Linked DNA regions of Mus musculus: regions 1, 2, 3 and 4 are each linked to region 5. The links are chromatin contacts, called in public HiChIP or PLAC-seq and Micro-C maps. All regions are on one chromosome and are shown on one strand. Each heading gives the region's core, a stretch centred on a gene start, on an enhancer-like site or on the middle of the called end of the contact. The rest is flanking DNA. Distances are from core to core; before and after follow the strand shown. Region 1 overlaps Ahcyl2 (S-adenosylhomocysteine hydrolase-like 2). Region 2 holds the start of Smo (smoothened, frizzled class receptor). Region 3 overlaps Ahcyl2 (S-adenosylhomocysteine hydrolase-like 2). Region 4 overlaps Tspan33 (tetraspanin 33). Region 5 has its middle 28 kb from the start of Gm31221.

What was found. Hi-C and Micro-C count contacts between places; a contact is called where the count stands out from the background. HiChIP or PLAC-seq counts read pairs in DNA pulled down with a chosen protein or histone mark.
Region 1: an H3K4me3 HiChIP or PLAC-seq map of bone marrow-derived macrophages shows a contact between it and region 5, with 3 times the contacts expected there. The contact joins two enhancer-like sites. A contact is called at or near these places in 1 of 15 datasets of contacts at CTCF or cohesin (large pre-B cells), 1 of 484 Hi-C or Micro-C datasets (nephron progenitors) and 3 of 115 datasets of contacts at active chromatin or transcription factors (bone marrow-derived macrophages, embryonic basal ganglia and embryonic midbrain).
Region 2: a contact with region 5 is called in an H3K27ac HiChIP or PLAC-seq map of extraembryonic endoderm stem cells, with 8 times the contacts expected there. The contact joins the promoter of Smo here to the enhancer-like site in region 5. A contact is called at or near these places in 1 of 484 Hi-C or Micro-C datasets (bone marrow-derived macrophages), 7 of 115 datasets of contacts at active chromatin or transcription factors (bone marrow-derived macrophages, embryonic forebrain, embryonic midbrain and 3 more) and 1 of 9 other capture datasets (embryonic stem cells).
Region 3: a contact with region 5 is called in an H3K4me3 HiChIP or PLAC-seq map of embryonic midbrain, with 4 times the contacts expected there. The contact joins two enhancer-like sites. A contact is called at or near these places in 2 of 15 datasets of contacts at CTCF or cohesin (the NIH/3T3 cell line and large pre-B cells), 2 of 484 Hi-C or Micro-C datasets (CD4 T cells and group 2 innate lymphoid cells) and 6 of 115 datasets of contacts at active chromatin or transcription factors (bone marrow-derived dendritic cells, bone marrow-derived macrophages, embryonic basal ganglia and 3 more).
Region 4: a contact with region 5 is called in a Micro-C map of palatal mesenchyme, with 2.3 times the contacts expected there. The contact joins two enhancer-like sites. A contact is called at or near these places in 6 of 39 promoter capture datasets (the 3T3-L1 cell line, embryonic stem cells, hippocampal neurons and 3 more), 2 of 15 datasets of contacts at CTCF or cohesin (embryonic stem cells and large pre-B cells), 21 of 484 Hi-C or Micro-C datasets (the Ba/F3 cell line, the CH12 cell line, the N1E-115 cell line and 14 more), 6 of 115 datasets of contacts at active chromatin or transcription factors (astrocytes, embryonic basal ganglia, embryonic midbrain and 3 more) and 1 of 9 other capture datasets (embryonic stem cells).

Annotation. Positions count from the first base shown.
Region 1 is chr6:29,793,545-29,796,244 of GRCm38.p6, reverse strand. All of the region lies in intron 1 of Ahcyl2 (S-adenosylhomocysteine hydrolase-like 2), which reads right to left. Among named protein-coding and RNA genes, the nearest start is that of Ahcyl2, 26 kb to the right of the region's middle. Within about 2 kb of position 1,449, at least 42 of the 459 cell types and tissues checked have an H3K27ac peak or open chromatin away from gene starts, as enhancers often do. A contact at or near this core is called in bone marrow-derived macrophages, where this site is marked.
Region 2 is chr6:29,734,175-29,736,874 of GRCm38.p6, reverse strand. Smo (smoothened, frizzled class receptor) reads right to left here and starts at 1,378. Exons shown (of 12, transcript NM_176996.4): 1 at 522-1,378. The coding sequence starts at 864.
Region 3 is chr6:29,813,489-29,816,188 of GRCm38.p6, reverse strand. The region is part of intron 1 of Ahcyl2 (S-adenosylhomocysteine hydrolase-like 2); the gene reads right to left. Among named protein-coding and RNA genes, the nearest start is that of Ahcyl2, 46 kb to the right of the region's middle. Within about 2 kb of position 1,423, at least 57 of the 459 cell types and tissues checked have an H3K27ac peak or open chromatin away from gene starts, as enhancers often do.
Region 4 is chr6:29,706,733-29,709,432 of GRCm38.p6, reverse strand. The region is part of intron 1 of Tspan33 (tetraspanin 33); the gene reads right to left. Among named protein-coding and RNA genes, the nearest start is that of Tspan33, 14 kb to the right of the region's middle. Within about 2 kb of position 1,357, at least 36 of the 459 cell types and tissues checked have an H3K27ac peak or open chromatin away from gene starts, as enhancers often do.
Region 5 is chr6:30,204,360-30,207,059 of GRCm38.p6, reverse strand. No RefSeq gene overlaps it. Among named protein-coding and RNA genes, the nearest start is that of Gm31221, 28 kb to the right of the region's middle. Within about 2 kb of position 1,294, at least 41 of the 459 cell types and tissues checked have an H3K27ac peak or open chromatin away from gene starts, as enhancers often do. A contact at or near this core is called in bone marrow-derived macrophages, where this site is marked.

The sequences.
Region 1 (2,700 bases), core at 200-2,699, 410 kb after region 5:
TTGGCTGTCCGTAACTCCCTACGTACACCAGGCTTGCCCTGAACTCAGAGATCCACTGGCTGAGATTAAAGCTGGGTACCATCACACCTGTCCAGACCATGTTTTTAATGACACAGTGACTTTTAAGGAACAAAGCTTTAAGTAAGAATGTAGAAAGTCTCTGAAGCTGTTAAAATTGAAGTCCCATGATAGCCCAAAACTTTAGGGTTTTTTGTTTGTTCGTTTTATTACTTTTTTTTTTTTACAGTCCAGTCGTTACCTCCCTCCCAGTCTGCCCTTCCAGTTTCTCATCCCATGCCCCCTCCCTCGTCTCTAAGGGGATGTCTCCCCAACCCTACCCCTTCCGCCGGGCCTCCCCACTCCCTGGGGCCCTATGTCTGTCAAGGGTTAGCACATCTTGCACCCAGCAGTCCTCTGCTGTAGATATGTAGGGGGCCTCAGACCAGCTGGTATGTGTGCTACCTGGTTGGTGGCTCAGTGTCTGAGAGATCTCTGGGGTCTGGATTAGTAGAGACTGCTGGTCTTCCTATAGGGTCATCCTCCTCATCAGCTTCTTCCAGCCTTTCCCTAATTCAACCACAGGGGTCCCCAACTTCTGTCCATTGGTTGGGTATAAGTATGTACATCTGTCTCAGTCAGCTGCTTGTTGGGCCTCTTGGGAGGACAACCATGAGTAGCTTTCAGTCCCTTTTCTCCTCCAGTGTTGGGCATTCATGGACCTAAGCCTTTGTATACTGTAGACAAGTGTTACTCCACTGAGTTACATCCATCCCCAGCTCACTCGCGTCCATTTTTCTCTAAGATTTTTTTCTTTACCTTTTTCTAAGTTCATTTATGAGATTTAAAATAATGTTTATTATATTTATCTGGCATCTGCCTAAAAATCTTAACTATTCACCCTTTTATCAAATGATAAGTATTTAATAAGGAGGGGCACAAAAAAAAGGAAACTTGACTATAAACAATTTTTCTCTGCCTTTTATCTAAGATGGGATAGAGGGCCCAGAGATCTAAGGGTTTCTTTTACTCCGATTCTAACTGAAGGAATAGATAGTGCTTGACCATCCTGCCATAACAGCTTTGTTCCCTAGTAACTAAATGGAAGGGGTGGACAGGCAAAAGTAGTTCTAACAACTCATAGATAAGAAGGCAGAATCGCTTAGGCAGATCAGGTTTTACAATGAGGAGGGTTGAAGGAACTGCAAACCAAAGTATTAAAATACACCTAATAGTCTCTTATGTCCCTTAACTTATTTTTCAGTAAACGTTTGACCTTCTACCAAGTAATGTAAAATATAAGTCTGACTGGATAATTATAAAACCCTTTAACTCAGGACTTCCCATCAGCACTGAATATTACTCAGAAAAGAAAAAAGGAGGAGCTCGTGGTCCAGGGCTCGCCTAGACCGTGGGTTCCCTGCAGAAACAAAGAGGGAAAATGGGAAGTGAAATTAACTCGGGGGAGACAGCAAGATGGCTCAGCAGTGAAAAAGGCTTGACACAAACCCAGTGACTAAAGTTCAATTTCCAGAATCTACAATGGAAAGGAAGTAACTCTCAAAAAGTTGTCCCCTGACCTCCACAGGCAGGAAGCGGTACACACAAGCCATGTCATACAACAATGAACAACAAATATAAACAAAAATACCTTTTAATGTTCATTTCAAAAACTAAATACTGTATTTTGTTGATATGTGCTATATGTGTGTATTAAATGAAAAAAAGACATAAATATAAATTAAGAACCAAATAAAATTATCAGGTAAGATAGGTATAAACACCATAAACTTTAAAAATATAGAATACACAGCCAGACACAGTGGTCCATGCCTTTAATCCCAGCACTCAAGAAGCAAAGGTACCTCTGTTTGGGGCTGTAATTCCCAGTCCTACTACTCGAGCATTTTATTAATACTTTCTATATCCTGTGAACTTTATGCCAGCTTATCCAGTTTCCTTACTAGTCCCCTCTATTTAGATGTCCCACAAACACCTCAAGTTCAACATAATTAAATTAAGCTATCTTCTATTATTGATACCTCCTGTATTGATCAACTCACCACCCACTCAAATGGTAGACAACTGTAGATTTCTGAGTATTTCTTTCTGTTTTCCCTTTCTTATTCCTATTCACAATGAACAAAGACTGGTGTGTCTGAAGACAGCTATTGTGTACAAGTAAAATAAAATAAATCTTTAAAAAAAAAAAAAAAGAGCCAGGCGTGGTGGCGCACACCTTTAATCCCAGCACTTGGGAGGCAGAGACAGGCAGATTGCTGAGTTCGAGGCCAGCCTGGTCTACAGTGTGAGTTCCAGGACAGTCAGGGCTACACAGAGAAACCCTGTCTCAAAAAAACAAAAACAAAAAAAAAAAACAAAAAAAGTTCAAGCCCATCCTGGGTTATATAAGGAGCCAAACCTTTGTAACAAGGCCCCCGTCTCAAAAAATAATCAGATAAAGGAAAGTGAAAGAAGAGAGGGAGAGGAAGAAGAAAGGAAAGAGGGGAGGAAATGCATAGCTCACTTCTGAACAGCTTTCAGAGAAACACTGTGTAGATTCTACCATGCCTCATTTCCTTCTGGCACAATAAGAAAGCCTCAAATCATAGACTTATCTCCAGCCTGAATCCTGGAACAAAACTACACTAAAGACATCAGCATATGCAAAAAACAAACCATGTTTAATAACTACTGACATCT
Region 2 (2,700 bases), core at 129-2,628, 470 kb after region 5:
AAACAAGACAAAAATCATTGGTTCCCTGGGCTGATCTAAATCAAGATTACCAGGTGGTTCGTTTGGCTTTTTAGTTACTACAAGGAGGCATTTTTTTTTTCCTTCTCAGAATGTACAAGTTTTCCTCGCCCCTTCCCTCCAAATCCTTAAATGTCTTCCACCTTCATCCTCTCTTTCTTCTCTACAACTCAGATTGCCTCAAGGTCTGAACACTGCCCAGAATCCCCATGGACTGTTGCTTCACGAATACATCTCTTCTCCCTCCTTGCATCCCCCTAACCCCATCCTTACTCGGGCTCTTTGTGACCGACTGGCTTCCCTGGTCTCTTGCCCCGACCCCTTCTCCAACACGCAGAGTCTCCTTCCCGCACGCAACCTGTCCCAAAAGTTCCGGACTCGTTTCTCCAACTATTCCGGGTGCAAGCCGCGCCCGCCCAACAGTTTGAGGCCTGAGCCTTTTCTTTCCGTCAGTGGCCGGTCCCATCACCTCCGCGTCGCAATCCCGACTCCCGCGCGCTTACCGGACCAGAGCACGAGCTTGCCGTGCGCTTCCTCCTGCGAGTCCGAGTCCCCAGCCAGCAGCGTGGTGGTGGCTCCGTAGGGCAGCGCCGAGCCCAGGCACACGTTGTAGCGCAAAGGCTCGCAGTGGGCGGCCCGGCCGCAGTGGCTCAGCAGCGGCGGCGGAGGGCTGGTCACCGGCACGTCCCTCCTCGAGCTCCCGCTGGCGCTGTGAGGCCCAGGCCCGGTCACGTTCCCGCTCAAGGCCGCCCCCCGGCCCGGGCCCCCCAGCAGTACCAGCAGCAGCAACTGCAGCAGCCTCCGGGGCGCCAGCTCGGGCCCACGCACGGGGCGGCCAGCGGCCATGGCCAAACAGCCAACTCAGCAAAAGCTGAGGCGCCCCGGAGCTCCCCGGAGTCCCCTGGCCACACACACGACCCCGGGGGCCGCGGAGGCTACTTAGGCGACCGGTGCGCCCCGAAAGTCTGGGGCCAGCTTTCGCCAGGCGCCGCGCGCGTCCGGGCCCCTCGACTCCCAACTTTGCAAACTTTGGAACCCGGGCCCCATGTTGAGCAGCGCAGGCCCGGGCCAGGATGCACAGACCCCGGACTCCCTGGCCTGGAGATCGAAGCTGTCTTCAACCCTGGGAACCCTCCGGGGCCCCGATCTCCAGCCCCATTCCCTCTCCCACCATTAAAACCGACTCCCAGCCCCTCGATGGAGGCCAGGCGCCGGCCGGGGGGGGGGGGGGGGTGCGGGAGTGGGTCCCCGGCTCCGCCCCCACGCCAGCCCGCGGCCCAGCAGCCACCTCCGCGCGAGCGCGCCGCAGCCCCCTGAGCTCTCCCTGCCGACTACCGGGCTCCTTTGTTGCTCTAGCTGGCCCTGCTCTCTGGAATGCACGGGCCTCGCGGAGCCAAGCCCGGCCCCCCCATCCGCGGAGGCTGGGGGAGGGCCCGAGCGAAGAAAAGCAAGGGGAGAGTCAGACGCTGGAGAGGAGGAGCCCCAGCTTTGGCGGCCTAAATGCCCGAAGGGGCTGGGGTGGGGGTATTCGGGAACCTTCACCCTACAGAAGACCCTCGCGGGGGGGGGGGGGGGGGGGGATGCGTGCAAGTTGTGTCCCAGAGGCACTTGACTGAATCTTTAGTTGGTCCTAAGGTTGTTTGACGTGACTTTTAGGAGAGGACATTTCTCTCAGTTTAGGGTGGCAGGGGGATGCCTAAAGCAGGCAAGAGTTTTCACTCCATTCCTGCCCAATTCCCCAGCCCTACCAATCTTTTCTTGCTTTTTGTTAGTTAGATCTTTCTCAACTTTACCTAGAACCCTGGTGGAGAAGAACCGGAGTTTGGGGGTTTTGCTTCTTTAAATTCTTCCTGCTCGAGATATATATGGGGAAATAACCTCGGAGTCACTCAGAGTAGCTGCTGTTACCTGTGGGGACAGATGTCTATCCTGAGAACATGTCAACACCAAGCCTTTATCGCTCAGGTATGTCAGGGCTGGATGGACTGTGATTTCCATCAACTGTCCCTGATGCACCTTCGGGTTTGTCCGCAGGAAACTAGTCCATCTTGGATGAATACCTGTGGCCCAGCTGCCTCATGAAGTTTCTGTCGTTCCCTTCTCCACTCAGTTCTTCTTTCTTTCTCTCTTTCTTTCTTTCTTTCTTTCTTTCTTTCTTTCTTTCTTTCTTTCTTCCTTCCTTCCTTCCTTCCTTCCTTCCTTCCGTCAGTTCTTTCTTTCTTGCAGCTTCTTTAAGTCACAGCTCCCCTAAGCAAGTCTCCCTCAACGGCTAGGAGACTGGACTGAATGAACCTTGAGTAACTTTTCCTTGTTGACGGACAACTCAATAGCATAGCTTTTCATTTCTTGTTTCTGTAAGAATAGCTCACAGTCAGCCAGATATAGATCGTTTCTGTTATCTCTGTTGTTTAAGAGCAAATTGACTCCTACACTTCAGATACATGCTTAATTGGTACCCAAGTCTCCAGAACTATGTGAGGAATCTAATTCAATTTGGGGGCTCATTTTGTGTTTTAATTTTATTCTTGTTGGTGTGATAAAATATCCTGACATAGCAACTATAAGGCTAAAAGGATGTATTCTGGACTCACAATTCTAGGTCATAGTCCATCATTGTGGAAAACCTTAGACAGGGACCTTAGCTGGTTGCATCCACAATCAAGAGCAGAGAGAAATGAATAC
Region 3 (2,700 bases), core at 174-2,673, 390 kb after region 5:
TGTGTGTGTGTGCGTGTGTTTGTATGGTTCCTTAAGTGTGAGGGGGCACCTACCCCAACATGAGCAGGATGTCAAATGTTTTCCCCATCATCCTAGACCCTACTGCCTTGACACAGGGTCTCTCAATGAACTGGATGCTCACTGTTTTAGATTATGCTAACTGGTTGGCTCTAATGTTCTGCCTGTTTCTGCCCCACAATGCCAGGAAGGGTTATCGGCATATGAAGTCATGCCCCAGCTTTCTATGTGAAAACTCATGGTCCTCTTGCTTACAGAGCAAGCACTCTTACTAAGCCATGTCCCCAGGCCTATTTTGTTTTTTCTTCTTGAGACAGGGTCACACTGTGTGAGCCATGCAGGCCTCAAATCCACTGTAATCACCCTTCCTCAGCCTCCTGCAAGCTAAGAGTTAAGATCTGCGCCATGATGCCAGGCTAATCAATAACCATTTAAAAAGAATCACAAGGGATTTGCATTGCATGAAACTCCTAGCAAAGCCAGCCACTGTTTGTGAAAGGAATGAAGCAAGATCAGCCTAATCAAAGACAATGTTGAGTTTTACCAGGGTATAGGGGGCCTCTCCAGCATGCCTTCATTTTTAAGGTAATAATTGAAATACTGTAATTTTTTTTAAAGCAGGGTCTCACTATAAACCATTTGCTGGGCTGGAATTTTTCTACATATATCAGGCTGGCTTTGAACAAACAGAGATCCAATTGCCTCTGTTTCCCCAGAGCTGAGATTATAGGTAGGTGCCATTATATCTGGTCTGTGACTGATTTCTATTAATATTTATATACTAACTATATTCCCACTGTGTACTGTGTGTTTGTTTACCTTTCGGTTAGCTTTATGTGTTCGTGACAGGGTCATGTTATGTAGTGGTGACTTGCCTGGAGCTACCATGCAGATGAGGCTGACCTACAACCTGCAAGAATGCTCACACTTCTTGCCTGCTCACTACTGGGAATACAGGCTATACCACTATGCTCAACATGGTTTTCTCTTTCTGTACGGTGAAATAAAATCCTTGAGTCAGCTTATAAACTAAAACCTGAAGAAATATCAAGCACTGCCTACACAAAGACTCATTATATAATCTATATAATGTCCCCTTCTGCCTACTTTTCAGCTTCGAAATCTAGGCTTCTCTTTAAGATACTACAGAACTGGTGAGGAGCATTCCCTGAATTTACTTAGTTGTTCTGTTCTGTTCTGTTCTCCAATCTAAAGACATGGACTGACTCAGATGCAGCATTTTTAAAGCTGCTGCTTTGCAATGTGCATCCCTCATAAAACCTTAATCACAGTGAATTTAGTTAAATCCTTGAAAACCAGATTGTACTGGCTTCACACAGCAAGTCTGGCTGCTCGGCTTAAATTCCCCAGGGACAAGAGAGAAGCTCTACTCTATTATGAAACCAGCTTGCCTAATCCAATTCCCTTTCAGGGAAAGAGGTCAAGGAGAATAACTGCTGTGCCGTTTTTCAATGCTTCCTTCCAAGAAATGACTGTGATTGACAGATGCTATTTCTTTGAGTTTCAATGGCATACTGCCAAGATCAACTAAGTGTTTCTTGGTTATAAGAACAATATCATTCACCAAGCCACATGATGTGTCAGTCATATTTTTTTACATTAGTGAATTTTCTAAGTTTCAAAGCTCACACACACATGTACCATTAGAAACCTGAACATATGTGATCTTCATTTATAGTCTTGGAAACTACAACATATGACTTATCACACGCAAGTTGACAGGTTTACACTCTAACTTAGCTGACCTAAGTCCTATGAAGTGCAATCTTCTTAGTATGCCTACTTATCCCATTAACTGCCTTGTCGTACTGAAACACTAACAGAAAGTTACCCTGTTCCGTTTAACAGCTACAGCAATATAACAGACAGAGACACATGCGGTATAATAGAAAGAACGAGACTTGGAGACAGAGATGTCTTCAAATCATAGTCCTGTCACTTAAGATTTGAGACAGGTATGTGTTCTTATTACATGTTGAAGCATCTTCTGGGTATATGCCCAGGAATGGTACAGCTGGGTCCTCAGGTAATACTATGTCCAATTTTCTGAGGAACTGCCAAATTAAAAACAATGAATTCATCACATTCTTAGGCAAATGGATGAAACTAGAATATATCATCCTGTGTGAGGTAACCCAATCACAAAAGAACACACATGGTATACACTCACTGATAAGTGGATATTAGCCCAGAAGCTCAGAATACCCAAGATACAACTCATAGACCAAATGAAGCTCAAGAAGAAGGAAGACCAAAGTATGGATACTTCAAGCCTTTCTTAGAAGGGGGAACAAAATACCCATGGGAGGAGATACAGAGACAAAGTATGGCGCAGAGACTGAAGAAAAGGCCATCCGGAGACTGTCCCACTTGGGGATTCACCCCAAATACAGTCACCAAACCCAACAAGTTGGATGCCAACAAGTGCTTGCTGACAGGAGCCTGATACAGCTGTCTCTTGAGAGGCTCTGCCAGTGCCTGACAAATACAGAGGCGGATGCTCTCAGCTAACCACTAGACTGAGCACAAAGTTCCCAATGGAAGAGCTAGAGAAAGGACTGAAGGAGCTGAAGGAGCTTGCAGCCCCAGAGGAGGAACAACCATATGAACCAACCAGTACCCCCAGAGCTCCCAGGGACTAAACCACCAACCAAAGAGTAC
Region 4 (2,700 bases), core at 108-2,607, 500 kb after region 5:
ATGGGAGACAAGATTCAAGGCCAGCCTGTGTTACAGTGCAAGAGCCTGCCTCAAAACCAATTTTTTTTTCACATGTGACTGTTTTCACGTGTCTGTGCAGGTGCCCACTGAAGCCAGAAGAGGGCACAGAGATCCTTGGATCTGGTGTTAGAGATGAAGGTGTTCGTGAAATGTTTTGTGTGGGAGCTGGAATCTAAACTCCAGGCAGGTCCTGAGTTACAGCAGTAAACATTCTTAACCACTGAGCCATTTCTCCAGCCAAAACTATCTAAAATATGATCATAACTTTATTTTTCTTTTTTCTCTTTCTCCCTCCTCTCCCCTTTCCTTATTGGTTTTTCAAGACAGGGTTTCTCTGAGTAGCCCTGGCTGTCCTCGAACTCAGAGATCTGCCTGCCTCTATCTCCCAAGTGTTGGGATTTAAGGTGTGAGCTATCATTGCCTGACTAAACTTATGTTTCTTATGTCTTAAAAAATGTTTTAGGGGCTGGAGACAAGTTTCAGCAATTAAGAGCACTTGTGTTTGCAGAGAGCCTGGCTTAAGGTCCTAGCACCCACACGCCAGCTCACAACCACCTGCAACTCCAGTCGGTTACCTCTGGCCTCTGAGGGCACTTACACACATGCAGGCAAAATGCTCACATGCATATAAATAAAAACAAGTTCGTTTCCATTTTTGACATCTGTCTATGTGTGAGCTCCTGCTGCAGCACACACGTGAAGGAAGAGCACAGCTGCGGGCGCTGATTTTCTCCTTCTGCTCTGTGTCCCAGGATCACACTCGGGCTGAGTGTCAGCCTTGGCTACAGACACCTTTACCCACTAAGCCATATCGTCAGTCCGGAAAAAAAAATGTTGTGAGAGTTGAATAAAATAATGCTTGGAAATCACCTAAATTTCTGACACTGAATACTATATACCATCACCAACAGGACTATATAGGATGTGTTCAATTCTGAATTCTAACTCACCTACATCAAAAGGCAGGCAGGTCTTCCTGGCAGACGCAGACTCTAGCTAACTCCATTGGAAGCCAAGGATAAAAGTACACACCAATGTGAAAGGCAGGAGTGTGCTTACTGGCTCTACCATAGAAAGGAATCTTTATAAACTCTGATTCCAATATGGAAGAAGACAATTTAAGCCTTACAAATTTCATGGCTCCTCCCTGTAAGAGCAAAGCCCATGAGAGGTTCCCAGGGGCCCCCAGAGGGGTCTTTCTTTCCAAGGCTCCCAAGAGTGCCTGGTAGCCCCAGCTCTCCGCTCAGCTTCCAGCCCAGTTTCCAGGCTGGTGCTAAGCAGCAGCTCACTGTCACCATGGCAATAGATTAGGCCAGGCTCTGGCGGAGAGGTCTCAGCAGCAGGGGCTTGACCAGCTCAGGAGGGAAGGGTATAGCAGCTAGATCCCACATCCTGTGAGACAACACTCTGCAGGAAAGAGCCACCTGGGAGGTCTTCAGTGAGAGAAGGGAGCTGGGCCCTAGGTCAGGTAATGAGATTAAACTAGCCCTCTGTGAGGAAGACATTTTTCCATTTGGGAGTTATTTCTGAACATTCTTTACTATTTAGCAAAAGACAAGTATGTAGTTAATGCCAGGCCTGGGTTAAAAATAAGTCTTTGGAATGCTTCTTTGTGAATCCATAGTGCTATGGTTTCTTGGCCTTTTGGCTAAGATCAAGTGTGTGAGTCCATAGTGCTTTCTCCTGGCCACTTCTCAGATCCATCCTCTGACTCAGATCCAACATGCTCTCCTCACCCCCACCCAGGTCTGGCCCTTCCTCTGACTTGGGTCCAAATATTATTAGCCTTCATCTTCTGCTTGGGATAAACAGGGCAGCTTACCGAGCTGAACGTGGGGCTGTGGGTGCTAACACATGGCCAGGCTTAGGAAACATGGGGGAAGACAGGGAAATCCTAGGTCAGGGATGCCAGTCGCTGCCAGGTCTGGACGAGCCCTTTAACAGTATGAGCAAATAAATGTCTCTGAAAACTTAACACACCTGGGTCAGCAAGATGGCTCAGCAGGGAGAGGCACTTGTGTGCAAGTCTGGCAACCTGAGTTCAGTACTTGGAACCCACTCCACAAAACTGTCCTCTGCCTTTCCCTCACTACTGCACAGAACTGCAGTTGTGAGTATTCTATTACTGTGGACTTAATTAAAAATGAGTATTCTGTATTTTTGTTGCTCCTAGTCTCCTCATATGCTAAAATTTTTCTAGATTGGATAACTTTGTACAGGGATCAAGCCAGCAGGTGTGGTAGTGCATGCCTGCAGTCCCAGAGCTCTGGAAGGAGAAATGGGACAATCGGAAGCTCAAGCCTGCCTTGGGTATGTTGTAAGGGCTATGTGAGACCTTACTTCAACAAAAGAGACAGAGATGGGAGAAGAAGAATGGGAGAGAGGGAGAGGCTACATATCACAGGGCAACTTAATTCTCTCCATGGGCATGTAACTACAACACTTGCTCCATCTTCTGGGGTAAAAAGAACAATGTCCTCCAGGGACAATAATGTCCTAATTCTATGAGCCTGTGAATATATTATCTTATGTTGCCAAAGAGACTTTTTGCAAATGTGATTTAGGATTTAAAGATCTCCTCATCCCTCTGCCCCCCCCCCCCCACACACACACACTGCCACTGCCCAGGACCCAATATGGTCACAAGTAGACCTTATCAGAAGGAAGGAAGAGGGGCAG
Region 5 (2,700 bases), core at 45-2,544:
GTGAGTTCCAGGACAGCCAGCCAGTACTATACAGAGAAACCCTGTCTCAAGAAAAGAAAAAGAAAAAGTAAGCCGGGCATGGTGGCACACGCCTTTAATCCTAGCACTCGGGAGGCAGAGGCAGGCAGATTTCTGAGTTCGAGGCCAGCCTGGTCTACAAAGTGAGTTCCAGGACAGCCAGGGCTGTACAGAGAAACCCTGTCTCGAAAAACCAAAAAAAAATAAAATAAAATAAAATAAAATAAAAAAAAAAGAAAAAGAAAAAGTTCATGAGTTAATTTGCACTTTAGTGATGGTAATATTAGTTCAGTATGTATCTATCAACACGAATGCTAATTTCTCAGTGGTCAAAGGCATAGCCAGTCTCTGGTCAGTGCTGAGGAGGCGGAGAAGTTTGAGTTGAAAGCCAATTTGGCCAATCCTGTCTACAAACATTCAGGGGGCTGGAGAGATGGCTCAGTGATTAAGAACACTGACTGCTCTTCCAGAGGTCCTGAGTTCAGTTCCCAGCACCCATGGAGACTTCGGCCACCCATAACTACAGTTCCAGGAGATCTTCTGACCTCCACCTGTGCCAGGCACACAAATAAATGGTCCACATACATATGCAGGCAAAAGCACACATGCATAAAATAGAATCTAAATACAATATTTGTTTGTTTGGAGACAGAGTTGTTCTGCCTAGCCTTGGCTGTCCAGGAGTTCGATCTGTACACCAGGCTGGTCTTGAACTCTCAGAGATCTGCCTGCCTCTGCCTCCCAGAAGTTTTGTTATTGTTTTACTAGAACAAAGTTTTGCAGAAAAATGTACAGTGCTTGTTTTGAGCTCTAATTAATGTGTATATACCGTGAAAAAATGCAGTACTCTCCCAGAGACAAAGTGCGTAGAGGGGAGGAGGGAGTTAAAAAGAAAGGAATTTATGCTCAGTACCGGGAAGCGCCCCCCACCCTCCTGCTGCTGGAAGCCTCTGCTGGCTGCTAGGGTTTTTCTGTATAGAAGGCAAATAATCCCGGAGCCTAGATGCCTTCAGGGACAGTGGAAGTACCAGGCAGTGGGAGCAGAGGCTCGCGGGGTGGGGGGCTCTGAGGCTCCACCTGGCTGTCCCCTTAGCCTCAGCTTCATCCTCCGGGACGGGAGGGGCGTGACTTCCAGGATCTGAGGACACCGGGGCTCCGCCGTTCTGGATAGTCCGTAGACAGCTGAGACCGCCCGCGGTGGCAGATGCTGTGACCCCAGAGCTGCTGAGACGCCACAGGCTCTCCAGAGTGTCCCTCCTCGGCTCCGCCGCCAGGGGGCGCGCGGGGCTCGTGCTGGCCCCGGCTCTGCGCCTCGCGAGGGAGAGCCTGGCTGGTGGCACAAAGCATCCCCATCCCCGCTCTGTGACTACCACACCTGTCCTCTGAACACAGGACCCCAACCTGTCAATTGCCAGGGATATATAGAGAAACCCTGTTCCGCAAAAACAAAAAACAAAAACAAACAAACAAACAAACAAACAAACAACAAAAAAAGAAGCCAAGCCGATCAGTGGTGGCACGCCTTTAATTCCAGCACTTGGGAGGCAGAGGCAGGCAGATTTCTGAGTTCGAGGCCAGCCTGGTCTACAAAGTGAGTTCCAGGCCAGCCAGGGCTACACAGAGAAACCCTGTCTCGAAAAACCAAAAAAAAAAAAAAAAAAAAAAAAAAAGCCAAGCTGAGAACAATTTAAAGTGAAAGTACTTAGATCTTTTAGATCTTTCTTTTCACACGGGCAGCACATGCTAACAGTAAGGAATGGAGAAGGTGGCTTTGGGTTGTTTGAGCAGACAGTGCCCATTCAAAGACACCTGGACTGAGAGCAGTCATTTCCAGACTGAAGGAGGCGGCCTTTGTCCTGCATGGAGGACCTCAGGGTGAGCTGGCAGGCCCTTACTAGCAGAGGACCCCTGAGGTCAGGGGACTGGCCCAGCAGTGTGGCTCGGGCTGCAGGGAAGCGGTGAGACCGCGGGTTTTAGGGCCTGTAAAGGAGCACACGGGCTCAGGACAACATGGTCCCCTGCCAGTAATTCACTCACACGGAGCCCTGGGATGAGGGCCTCTCCAGCTCGAGCTGCGCTGCCTGCCCAGCATCTGTTCCCTCCTGTGTGGAGGACACAATGCAGTTTGCTGGACTCTCCCTGCCTGCCATGTGGATCCCGGGGGTTCCCTCTCCCGCCTTCCAGAGCAGCTTTTCTGAATTCGGAGAATGCCAGCGCTGGGGAAAGAGGAGAGCCTTTGGTCCCAGTTGGCAGAGGCCAGGAAGAGGGTCTGCCTGCAAGCTGGCCGCCCGCCTCTCCCGCTGGTGGAAAGCTAGTTGCTTTGCCCTTACACCAGGTTTCCGCCGCTTCCTGACATTTGCAGCCCGTGTTCCTGAGGACCAGGCCTCTTAGTGTGGGTGGGAAATTGGATGGTGCTCTTATGATTCAGCCCTGTCTCTAAAGGTCACTCCCCCCTGAGTCTGGTGACCTGAGTTCAATCTCCGGGATCCCTGTGGTGGCAGAAGAGGAACCAACTCCTGAAAGCCGACCTCTGACCTCCACACATATGCCATGCCATTAACACACTCTCCCCCCTGAATACATAAATGTAAAAATAAGGGACTGTGGTTTCTTGAGGCAAAGCCTGTATTATAATAATAATAATAATAACAAATTATTATTATTATTATTATACACAAGTTA